2 separate regions of the Macaca mulatta genome follow, and region 1 is linked to region 2. Evidence: chromatin contacts called from public Hi-C data. All regions are on one chromosome and are shown on one strand. The core of a region is the stretch at or near the end of the contact, and the rest is flanking DNA. Distances in the headings are between cores, read along the strand shown. Region 1 holds the start of LSG1 (large 60S subunit nuclear export GTPase 1). Region 2 holds the start of XXYLT1 (xyloside xylosyltransferase 1).

Region 1 (5,013 bases), core at 262-2,761, 590 kb after region 2:
TCTGCATGTTAACGAGATTCCAGGGGATTTATATGCACATTAAAGTGTGAGAAGCCCTGGGTTAAATGGATTCTTGATCCTATGATTTCTTTTATTTCTTTTTGGTTGTTGTTTTAATTGACAAGTAAAAATTGTATATTACTTATGTTGTACAGCATGTTTTGATAAATGTGTACATTGTGGACTGGCTAAATCAAGCTATGCTAAGTAATATATGCATTACCTTGATCCTATGATTTAAAAATACATGTTTGGCTGGACGCGGTGGCTCACACCTGTAATCCTAGCACTTTGGGAGGCCAAGGTGGGCATTCACCTGAGGTCAGGAGCTCAAGACCAGCATGGCCAAACCCTGTCTCTACTAAAAATACAAAAATTAGCCGGGTGCGGTGGCACGCGTCTGTAATTCCTGCTACTCGGGAGACTGAGGCGGGAGAATCACTTGAACCCGGGAGGCAGAGGTTGCAGTGAGCTGAGATCACGCCAGTGCACTCCAGCCTAGGGGAAAGCGAGACTCTGTCCCAAAAAATAAAAATAAATAAATAATACATGTTAACAACCCTCATTCCCCGCTCTCCCCAGGGGTGTACAGGCTAGTGACAAGCCTTGGGTTTGATTCCTGACACTGCACGCACTCAGTCTATGACTTGCTCAAGCTGCTTCCTCTCTCTAAACATCAAAACAAAGAGACGGTTCTCTGGATCAACGAGAATGTAGTTCACCAGCACACAGCCAATTCTAAGCTGACTTTCTATTATTCCCATTATAGGGAAATCAAACATTCAAGGGAGGAACAGAAGCCCAGGCCTCTAGGAGTGGAGCTGGCTCGCTGTTTTCACTTTCATTTTAATTATTTGTAAAAAGGGTAATGAAATTGTAACTAGAACCGTTAAAACATTTTTTAATTTGAAATAAAGCGTAAGTCAGTTCCTGTTAACTTTCCTTACAACCTTGCCAAGCTCCGGAAATACTATTCAGCCTCTCATTCCAAATTCACATCCAGGCGAAGACTTTTCTCCCCACGTCGCAGCTGGGGACGGCTAGGTAAACAAAAAGCCGCCGTGCTGGACCTCGGAGACACCACACCTTGGGACGCCGGCTGACAACCAGCGCGGGGAACCTCCCCGGTTCCAGCGCCTCCGAAACATTCCTCCTCGGAGTCTCCGCGTCCTTCTGACGGAAGCGGCGGGAGGCGGAGCTAGTGCCGCGCATAGGAACCGCCCTGTTTTCGAGGTACGCTAGTTTCTCGCCGGACGCTAAAGACCGCCGCACAAATCAAGAATGAACCATTCTTTTAACTCAGTCATTTATCGAAACTCGAGACGTTCGCCAGGAAATCTATAGATAAGTTCCCAGAACCATTTTTTCACTTATATTCTATAATGCTGGCAAGCTCGAGACGTAAAAAGAGCACTTTAGGACAAGTCATTCTGCTTTCCCCTCTCAAGTTTGAGCCTGAACTACTTGGGCTCGCTTATCGTCACTTCCGGGGATCGAACTGTGAATCCCGGAAACTGCACGCGCGGAGCGGGGAAGCTTCGCCCAGTGGTCGTGTTGCCATGGGCCGGAGGAGAGCCCCGGCCGGTGGGTCGCTGGGACGGGCCCTTATGCGCCATCAGACTCAGCGGAGCCGAAGCCATCGTCACACTGACTCCTGGGTAAGACAGACCATGTCATCTTTCTTATCTTTTCTGTCTAGCCTGAGTGCTGCAAAATTCGGGGTCAAAAGTCAGGTAAGTTTTGTGGGAGGGACGCCTCAGCCTGGTTTTGAAGGACGAGTTGGAGTTTCTGCCAAGCCAAGTAGCAGGCCCTCCTCCTGGCAAGGCCCAGAACGCAAAGGTAGAAGAAGCTTGAAAGAAGGGTTAGTGTGTTGATAAGGCGTGGAGTGAGAATGTGAAGAGTCTTCAGTGCCAGGTCTTGAGTACGTTTTGTGTTTTGCCCAAGAAGCCACTGAAGTGCTTGGAACTTCCAGAGCAGGAAAGAGACACAACGTATTTTTGTATTGATTTGTTCAAAGAATGGATCCTCCAGAAGCGGTTGGTTACTGCCAGAAATACAGAATAATTCCCTTGCTTCACCCTGACGAAGCACCCCCTAGTGGTTTAGCTCAAAGATAAATCATTCATTTTTCAGGTGTGACGGGACCTAATATTTTACTAGGCTATAGAAGGATCTTTAAAAAAAATGAAGTGATTTGACTTGTGTTAATCATTCTAGACGTTATTTTCACCATTCATTCCCCCAGTAATGAATGAGAACATTTGAGTTCTAAGATCGTGTGCTAAAGTTAAGTGTGCCCCTGGAGCTAACTAACCGTGTGCCACTGTCATACCAGTTGATTTTCATCCATATAGTCTACAGAGTAAACAGCATAGAGTGCTTATCAGTATTCATCAGGTTAGAGTTACTCTGGAGATTAGATTACTGGTAATTTTTATTAGTTTTGAAGAAACTTGTTATTAATGAAGCCTTTTAGGAAATAGGGGGAAGATTGAACATGAATGGTAAAGAATTGGATCCTAATTCCGTATTTTTGCTGATTCTATGACCACTTAAACCTTTGGCCTTTAATATTTATTTTTTCATCATTCAGTCATTCATTTTCAGAGACAGGGTCATGCTCTGTCACCCAGGCTAGAGTGCCATTGGTGTGATCATAACTCACCAGCTCACTACAGTCTCCACCTTCTGGGCACAGATGATCCCCCACCTTAATCTCTGACTAACTGGCATTACAGGTGCACAGCATCAGGCCCGGTGGTTGGTTGGTTTGTTTGTTTTTTGGAGAGACAGGGTCTTGCTATGTTGCTCAGGCTGATCTCAAACTCCTGGCCTCAAGCAATCCTCCTGCCTTAGCCTCTTGAGGAGCTGGGGTTACAGGCACAAGCCACCACGCCTGGCACTTTTTTTTATTTGTACCTATACTAAGTATATAGCTTAGGGTGATGGTTATCAAACTCTGGGTTGTGTCTGGAAATCAATTTAGTGGTTTGCAACTAGCTTTTTTGTTTTTACTTTTTCCCCAGCAAGATAGAGAAATATCAAAATGTGTTACATGTAATAGGGTGTGGCTTCAGTATTCTTTTGTTTCCATTTTACTGTACGGAATGGTACTTGAATGCTTGTATCATTATATGTACATACAACTTTGGGTCACTATGTAAAATGTATTATTGTGGGGCTATATCAGGTAAAGTTTTAACTAATTTTGACTAGCAGAGTCAATCTGGGTTCAAGTTCCACCTCTGCCATTTAGCTTTCGACTATAGGCAAGTTATTTTATCTGTTGAAGCCTTAGTTTCATCATCAGTGAAGTGAAAATACAATAAAATTCACCTCAAAAGTTTTTGAAAATTAATGAAATGGTGAAAGGGAACTGCCTATTATGAGGTAAGAGCGTGCTCCTTTAAACGTTAACTATGAGTAGTATTGATTCTAAAGGGACTACAACCATCCTCAAGACTATAGACTAGTTGCAAGGAAGTTTAGAGCTTATTGGATGCCAAGAGCAGAAGAGAGCAGCTGTATTTATCACCCTGTGTTTTTTCATAGTTGCACACAAGTGAACTCAATGATGGCTATGATTGGGGTCGTCTTAATCTTCAGTCAGTGACCGAAGAGAGCTCCCTTGATGACTTCCTTGCTACTGCAGAACTTGCAGGAACAGAGTTTGTAGCGGGTAAGCTGTTTATTGCTGAGTGCATGTGACACTGTCACATTTCCATCTAGGGCTGAGGTTTTGTTTTTTGTTTTTGTTTCTGAGACGGAGTCTCGCTCAGTTGCCCAGGCTGAAGTGCAATGGCGCGATCTCGGCTCACTGCAGCTCCGCCTCCTGAGTTCAAGCAATTCACCTGCTCAGCCCCCTCCGAGTAGCTGGGACTACAGGCAGATGCCGCCACGCCTGGCTAATTTTTGTATTTTTCGTAGAGACGGAGTTTCACCATGTTGGCCAGAATGGTCTTGATCTCCTGACCTCGTGATCCGCCCACCTCAGCCTCCCAAAGTGCTGGGATTACAGGCGTGAGCCACCGCGCCCAGCCTGAGTCTTGAACAATGAATAGATGTTAGAAGGACACATGAGATAAGACCTTTTACACAGACAGGCAGAGGACTCGAGCCAAGATGTGAAGCAGCAGCCGACTTTGTTCAGAAAACGGCTAGAAGTTTGACTTTGCTAGTGCAGGGGGCGGGATGTGATGAGCACAGGTGCTGAGCAGGTGGATATGGGCCAGATTCTGGAGAGAACAAAGGTTTAAGGGAAGCTTTAAACAAGTGTGCAACATGATTTCATATTTCATTTTTCAGTGTTTTTTGGGGGGATGTGTGGGTTCCAGCTTTAATGAGCTATATAATTGGCAACTAAAAATTGTATATAGTTACAGTATATAGTGTGATGTTTGGTTTTATATTATATATGTATATATGTAGTGAAATGATTACTAAAATCAAGTAATTAACATATCCATCACCTCACATTGGTTTTTTTTGTGTGTGTGTGGTGAAAACAAGATATATACTCTCTTAGCAAATTTTGTATTATTAACTAGTAAATACATGATTATCAACTATGGGCACCAGGCTGTACATTCGATCTCCAGAACTTATTCATCTGGCCTCAGTAAAACTTCACTGTTAGACCAGTATCCTCCTATGTCCCCCACTCCTAATCTCTGCTAAACACCATCTTCTCTCTGCTTCTGTGAGCTCGACTTTATTCCACATGTAAGTGAGATCATGCAGTATTTGTCTTTCTGCGTGCCTGGGTTATTTCGCATAGCATAGTGCTTCATTCATATTGTCACAAGTGTCAAGATTTCCTTCTTTTGTAATGCTAAGTAGTATTCCATTGTATATATACATATACCACGTTTTCTTTATTCATTCATACATTGATGGGCTTTGAGGTTGGTTCCATATCTTGGCTATTGTGAATAGCGCTGCAGGGAACGTGGGAGTGCAGATGTCTAATAGGTACATGAGATTTCATTTTTTAAAAGATCACTGATGAATTTT
Region 2 (4,838 bases), core at 2,092-4,591:
AGAACTTGGCCAAAGTTAGAACTGAAAGGTTATTGTGCTTAACTCAAGTTCTTTGTGTATTTAGACATGTTATGATACACCAGTTACCTATCTCTGAGAAAACAGCGAATATTACCATCAGTCATACTGCATCCTTTTTAATTGTGCTACCACTATGCTTCATATGTTATAGGCACTCAGTATCTATTGGATAAATAGCTGACTGGCTACTTTGAACCTACTGTTTTTGCTTTCTGTCCGCAATACACTTCGGGAAGCTGCAACTTTTAATTTTTATTTATAGGCAAATAATTGGGAATGATAAGCTACAATAATATCGATAAGTCAGAATGATGCATTATCAGTGATAAGTCAGAACAATATAGTAAGTCAGAATTATTTTTCTGACTTCCTGTGTAAAATTTATTTTTTTGTTACAGTGGCCTGATCGCGCCACCACTGCACTTTATTTGTATTTTTGATTTTTTAAAAATTTTAGTTTTTTGAGATGGAGCCTCACCCTGTCACCCAGGCTAGAGTACAGTGGTGCGATCTCAGCTCACTGCAACCTCCACCTCCCGGGTTCAAACGATTCTCCTGCCTCAGCCTCCTGAGTAGCTGGGACTACAGGCGCCAGCCACCATGCCCAGCTAATTTTTGTATTTTTAGTAGGGACGGGATTTTCACCGTGTTGGTCAGGCCGGCCTCAAACTCCTGACCTCATGATCTGCACACCTCAGCATCTGCCTAACTCAGCCTCCCAAAGTGCTGGAATTACAGGCATGAGCCACCACATCCGGTCACACCTTATGTAAAATTTAAATGATCATTATGTCTTAGCCATAAATTCCGGGAGTAGTGTTCTTACAAAGGTTTGAAGAAATGTTTGTTGAATAAATTGATTATAAAATAAGAGGGGGAAAAAAAACTCACCTTATTGATGGTGTAGATAGGGGACGAAAAGGCACAAATTCTAGAATTCTCCTTTATTAGTGAACAGTAATTAGAATTTAATAATACTCTAGCATGCTTCTTGGAGAGCCTGTGGAACATATAATAAAGCTTTAATAGAGATTTGGGGTTTATTTGTAAATACCCCAGAAAAGCTTATGGTTGCCGAATTGTGTTTTCGCATGTGTTGGATATTTAGGCTTTAAAAAAGGAGTGTGGTGTCTTTAGTAGAGTTTATTGGTAGGCACTGTTCTAACTGCTTTTTAAATATTGTCTCTCATAAGCCAATGAAGCATAGATACTAGTATTAGCCCCATTTTCTATATGGTGAAATTGCAGTTCGGCGTGATTAAGTAACTTGTGTAAAGTCCAACAACCTGTAGTGGAAGAGCCTGAATTTCAGCCTGGATCATCCACCTCAGGGCTTGCTCTCTTAACCAGCTGTTAACCATATGCTAACAGTTGTGGTAAAATACACACAACTCAGAGCTTGAGTTAACTGTTTTTGGAGCTAATCTTGACTAGACGCTTGGAATTGGAAACAGTAAGACTTGGGTTAGGATTCCAGCTCCTTTATTTACTAGCCTACTACATTTGGGTAATTCTCTAAATCTCAATTTCCTCCACTGTAAAATACTTCTATCTCATAGAGTTGTAAGGATCACATGAACTGCTGGAGTGTGGTAATTTTGCTATTTGGGTTTTCCCCCAAGGTGAGTAGTATGTGTGAACTTGTTCCAGGCCTGTTTCAGAGATCCAGTGTTTTCCAGAAAAGTGTTGCTCCAATAGAAAAGAACAAGAGTTAGAAATGAGATGGACCGAAGATCTGGGAAAGGTGGGCTCTACCCACACTTTGAGAAATGATGGCAGAGCCCAACAAACTCTGAGAGACCAATCTATATGTGCGTTTGTCCATTATTTTCACCTCCTCCTCTCTCAAGCATGCACAGCACTTGTGCGTGTTTACTTAAAAACTGGGATAGCCTCAATTCTTAGAAGCCTGAAGTTAGTACGTTTTTATCTAGTTAGCAGTGTACAACTAACTGCCTAGGGTCGAAATTGCCACTGGCTAGCTGTGTGACTTTGGGCGGGGGACCTTGGTGTGCAAAACTCCCTGGTACTCCCAAAAAGGCTCTTGATAAAGTGTTAAAAGTTGCTTATAAAACAAAAAACGGATGAAAGTCGCCCTCCAGGGCGTTGCTGCGCTGGGGCTCGGGGAGCAGCCTCGCAGGTTCGTGCGGGCGGCGGGGTCCCCCTGCTGGCCGCATCCTCCAGCCTCCCTCCGCTCGGCCTCCGGGACGACTTGCGGCCCGGGCCATTTCCTCCCAGGGCAGCGGGAAAAGGGAGGAGCTGCCGGTTTAAATTGCCCAGCTCCAGCTCGGGTACAGGGAGAGGGGGAGACGGCTTAAAGCCTCCAAGAAACTGGGGGAAAAAAGGTGCAGAGATTAAAGCTTTCCCTCTTGGTGCCTCCAGCTTCGCTTTTTGCTAACCTAAGTTCCTCCGTTCGGGCGCCTCCATTCCTTTCAAGGCTCAGCTTGGGTAGCTATTTTCTTTTTTTTGGAAATGTGGTCTTGCACTGTTGCCCAGGCTGGAGTCCTGTGGCAATCATAGCTCACTGCAGCCTTGAACTCCTGAATTCAAGTGATTCTCCCACCTCAGCCTCCCACATAGCTTTGAGTACAGACATGAGCCACCTCACCCATTTGTTTTTAAAATTTCCACCTGCAGTTTGTTGAAAACATCACTTTTAATGACTGCATTATTTTAGCTTTAACTACTTCATTGATGACCATTTGATTCCAATCTTTTGCCTTCATGAACCTAACTTTGCTTTATTTTTATGTTTGTTTTTTGAGACAGTGTCTTGCTCTGTTTCCCCGGGCTGGAGTACAGAGGCGCAATCTTGGCTCACTGCAACCTCCGCCTCCTGGGTTCAAGCGATTCTCCTGCCTCAGCCTCTCAAGTAGCTGGAATTACAGGTGTCCGCCACCATGCCTGGCTAATTTTTTGTATTTTTAGTAGAGATGGTGTTTCGCCATGTTGGGCAGGCTAGTCTCGAACTCCTGACCTCAGGTGATCCGCCCGCCTCAGCCTCCCAAAATGCTGGGATTACAGGCGTAACCCACCATTCCCAGGCTAAGCCACCATACTTGGCCTTGCTTTATTCTTATGGTTAAATATTTTAGAACATTCTTAAATTAGGAAGAATTCCTAGAAATAGTGGTGCTTCAGTGGTTGAGTATGGGGTCCTCAGTCCGCCCCTCCCACGCCGGGCACGGGATCCCACTGAACCCCCAGCCGGGCCTCTAACACCCTCGGAACCTAAGACCCAGCGGTTACGGCAGACCGGCCCCGCCCCTCCACGCACCGGCGCCCGCGATTGGCTCCAGGCGGCACGGCCCCGCCCCCGCCATGGCCGCCGCCTGCCGCCGGGGCTAAGTGGCCGCCGGCGTCCGGGTCCCCGAGGGCTCTCCCGCGTTGCTGGCACCGCTGGCGCCGCGGTCTCGTAGCGCATGGGCCTCCTCCGAGGCGGGCTCCCATGCGCTCGGGCCATGGCGCGCCTGGGCGCTGTGCGCTCCCACTACTGCGCCCTGCTGCTGGCCGCGGCGCTGGCCGTCTGCGCCTTCTACTACCTCGGCTCGGGCCGGGAGACCTTCTCCAGCGCCACCAAGAGGCTGAAGGAGGCCCGCGCCGGGGCTCCCGCCGCGCCCTCGCCGCCCGCGCTGGAGGTGGCGCGAGGCTCCGTGGCGCCAGCCCCCGGCGCGAAGGCCAAGAGCTTGGAAGGCGGCGGGGCCGGGCCGGTGGACTACCACCTGCTGATGATGTTCACCAAGGCGGAGCACAATGTCGCGCTGCAGGCCAAGGCCCGCGTCGCGCTGCGCTCGCTGCTGCGCCTCGCCAAGTTCGAGGCGCACGAGGTGCTTAACCTTCACTTCGTGAGCGAGGAGGCCAGCCGCGAGGTGGCCAAGGGCCTGCTGCGGGAGCTCCTGCCGCCCGCCGCTGGTTTCAAGTGCAAGGTGAGCGGGCCGCAGCTGGGGGCTCCCGGTGGGTGACCCACCCCATCCTAGGCGAGGTCAGTGCGCGCTCCCGGAGGGGATCCGGGGAACTAGCTTGCAAGCTAGTGTTCACAACCTGCGGGAGGTGTCGTTCGGGGGCGTGTCCCGGAGCCAGACGCGCTCAGGTGGTGCTGAGTAGTGGAGCTGCGTTTTTAATGACCGCCTCGCTTTCCTCTCCCCCAATTAAGTGCAGCCCCCAGCAGAGTCCGCACCCCCCCATTTTGCTAACGTTGCAGGGTTCAGCACTGCCTTCAGAGTCTGCACCTCTGTTTATGTTTCTCAGTTTTTGACTTATGAGGATGGGACTGGTCACCAGTAGTCATCCTGAGCAACTGGAGAGGGCCTTGGTGAGGCCGCTGGAAGTGTTGAAGTTGCAGTGACGTTTCTCATTGCTCTTAAGGTATTTCGGTCCGATCTGGTCAAACTCATTGTGAACCATCTTATCTCCTCTCTGTGTCCCTTTTACCCCTTCCTCCAAGGGTCATGAACCCATTTAGAGAAGGCTGGAGTTTCTCCGAATGAGGAAGAGAAAGCTCAAGAGGAACAGATATGATCTGGGGAGAGCAAAGCTGGCCGCCTTGTCCCAGGCCGGACCAATCTGCCTCCATGACAGCTTCCATCTCTGTTTATCATCTTTCTTCACTGCCTGGCTCTCCTTGTCTGAGATGGGTTCCTGACATAGTGGGAATTACCTAGGTCGAATTGCTTATTTGATTTTGAATAGTTGTACAGAGGGGATCCGAGGCCAGATTTTGGAAAAGGAGTAGTAGGTGATATTAAAGGGTGGAGACTGATGTTGATTGGGGAAGCATGCTGAGGTAGGAGTTGTTTATGTGAGTGCCTAGGGGAGCT

The links. A called contact is a pair of places that touch in the nucleus more often than the background predicts.
Region 1: a Hi-C map of fetal cortex germinal zone shows a contact between it and region 2, with 5 times the contacts expected there. The contact joins the promoter of LSG1 here to the promoter of XXYLT1 in region 2. A contact is called at or near these places in 8 of 14 Hi-C or Micro-C datasets (CD4 T cells, blood, cortical neurons and 4 more).

The regions. Positions count from the first base shown.
Region 1 is chr2:4,077,241-4,082,253 of T2T-MMU8v2.0, forward strand. It overlaps LSG1 (large 60S subunit nuclear export GTPase 1), which reads left to right and starts at 1,512. Exons shown (of 13, transcript XM_015132544.3): 1 at 1,512-1,658; 2 at 3,553-3,679. The coding sequence starts at 1,560. LOC144338969 (a long non-coding RNA gene) reads right to left here and starts at 1,175. Exons shown (of 4, transcript XR_013413480.1): 1 at 1,087-1,175.
Region 2 is chr2:3,486,883-3,491,720 of T2T-MMU8v2.0, forward strand. XXYLT1 (xyloside xylosyltransferase 1) reads left to right here and starts at 3,342. Exons shown (of 4, transcript NM_001194076.3): 1 at 3,342-3,947. The coding sequence starts at 3,444.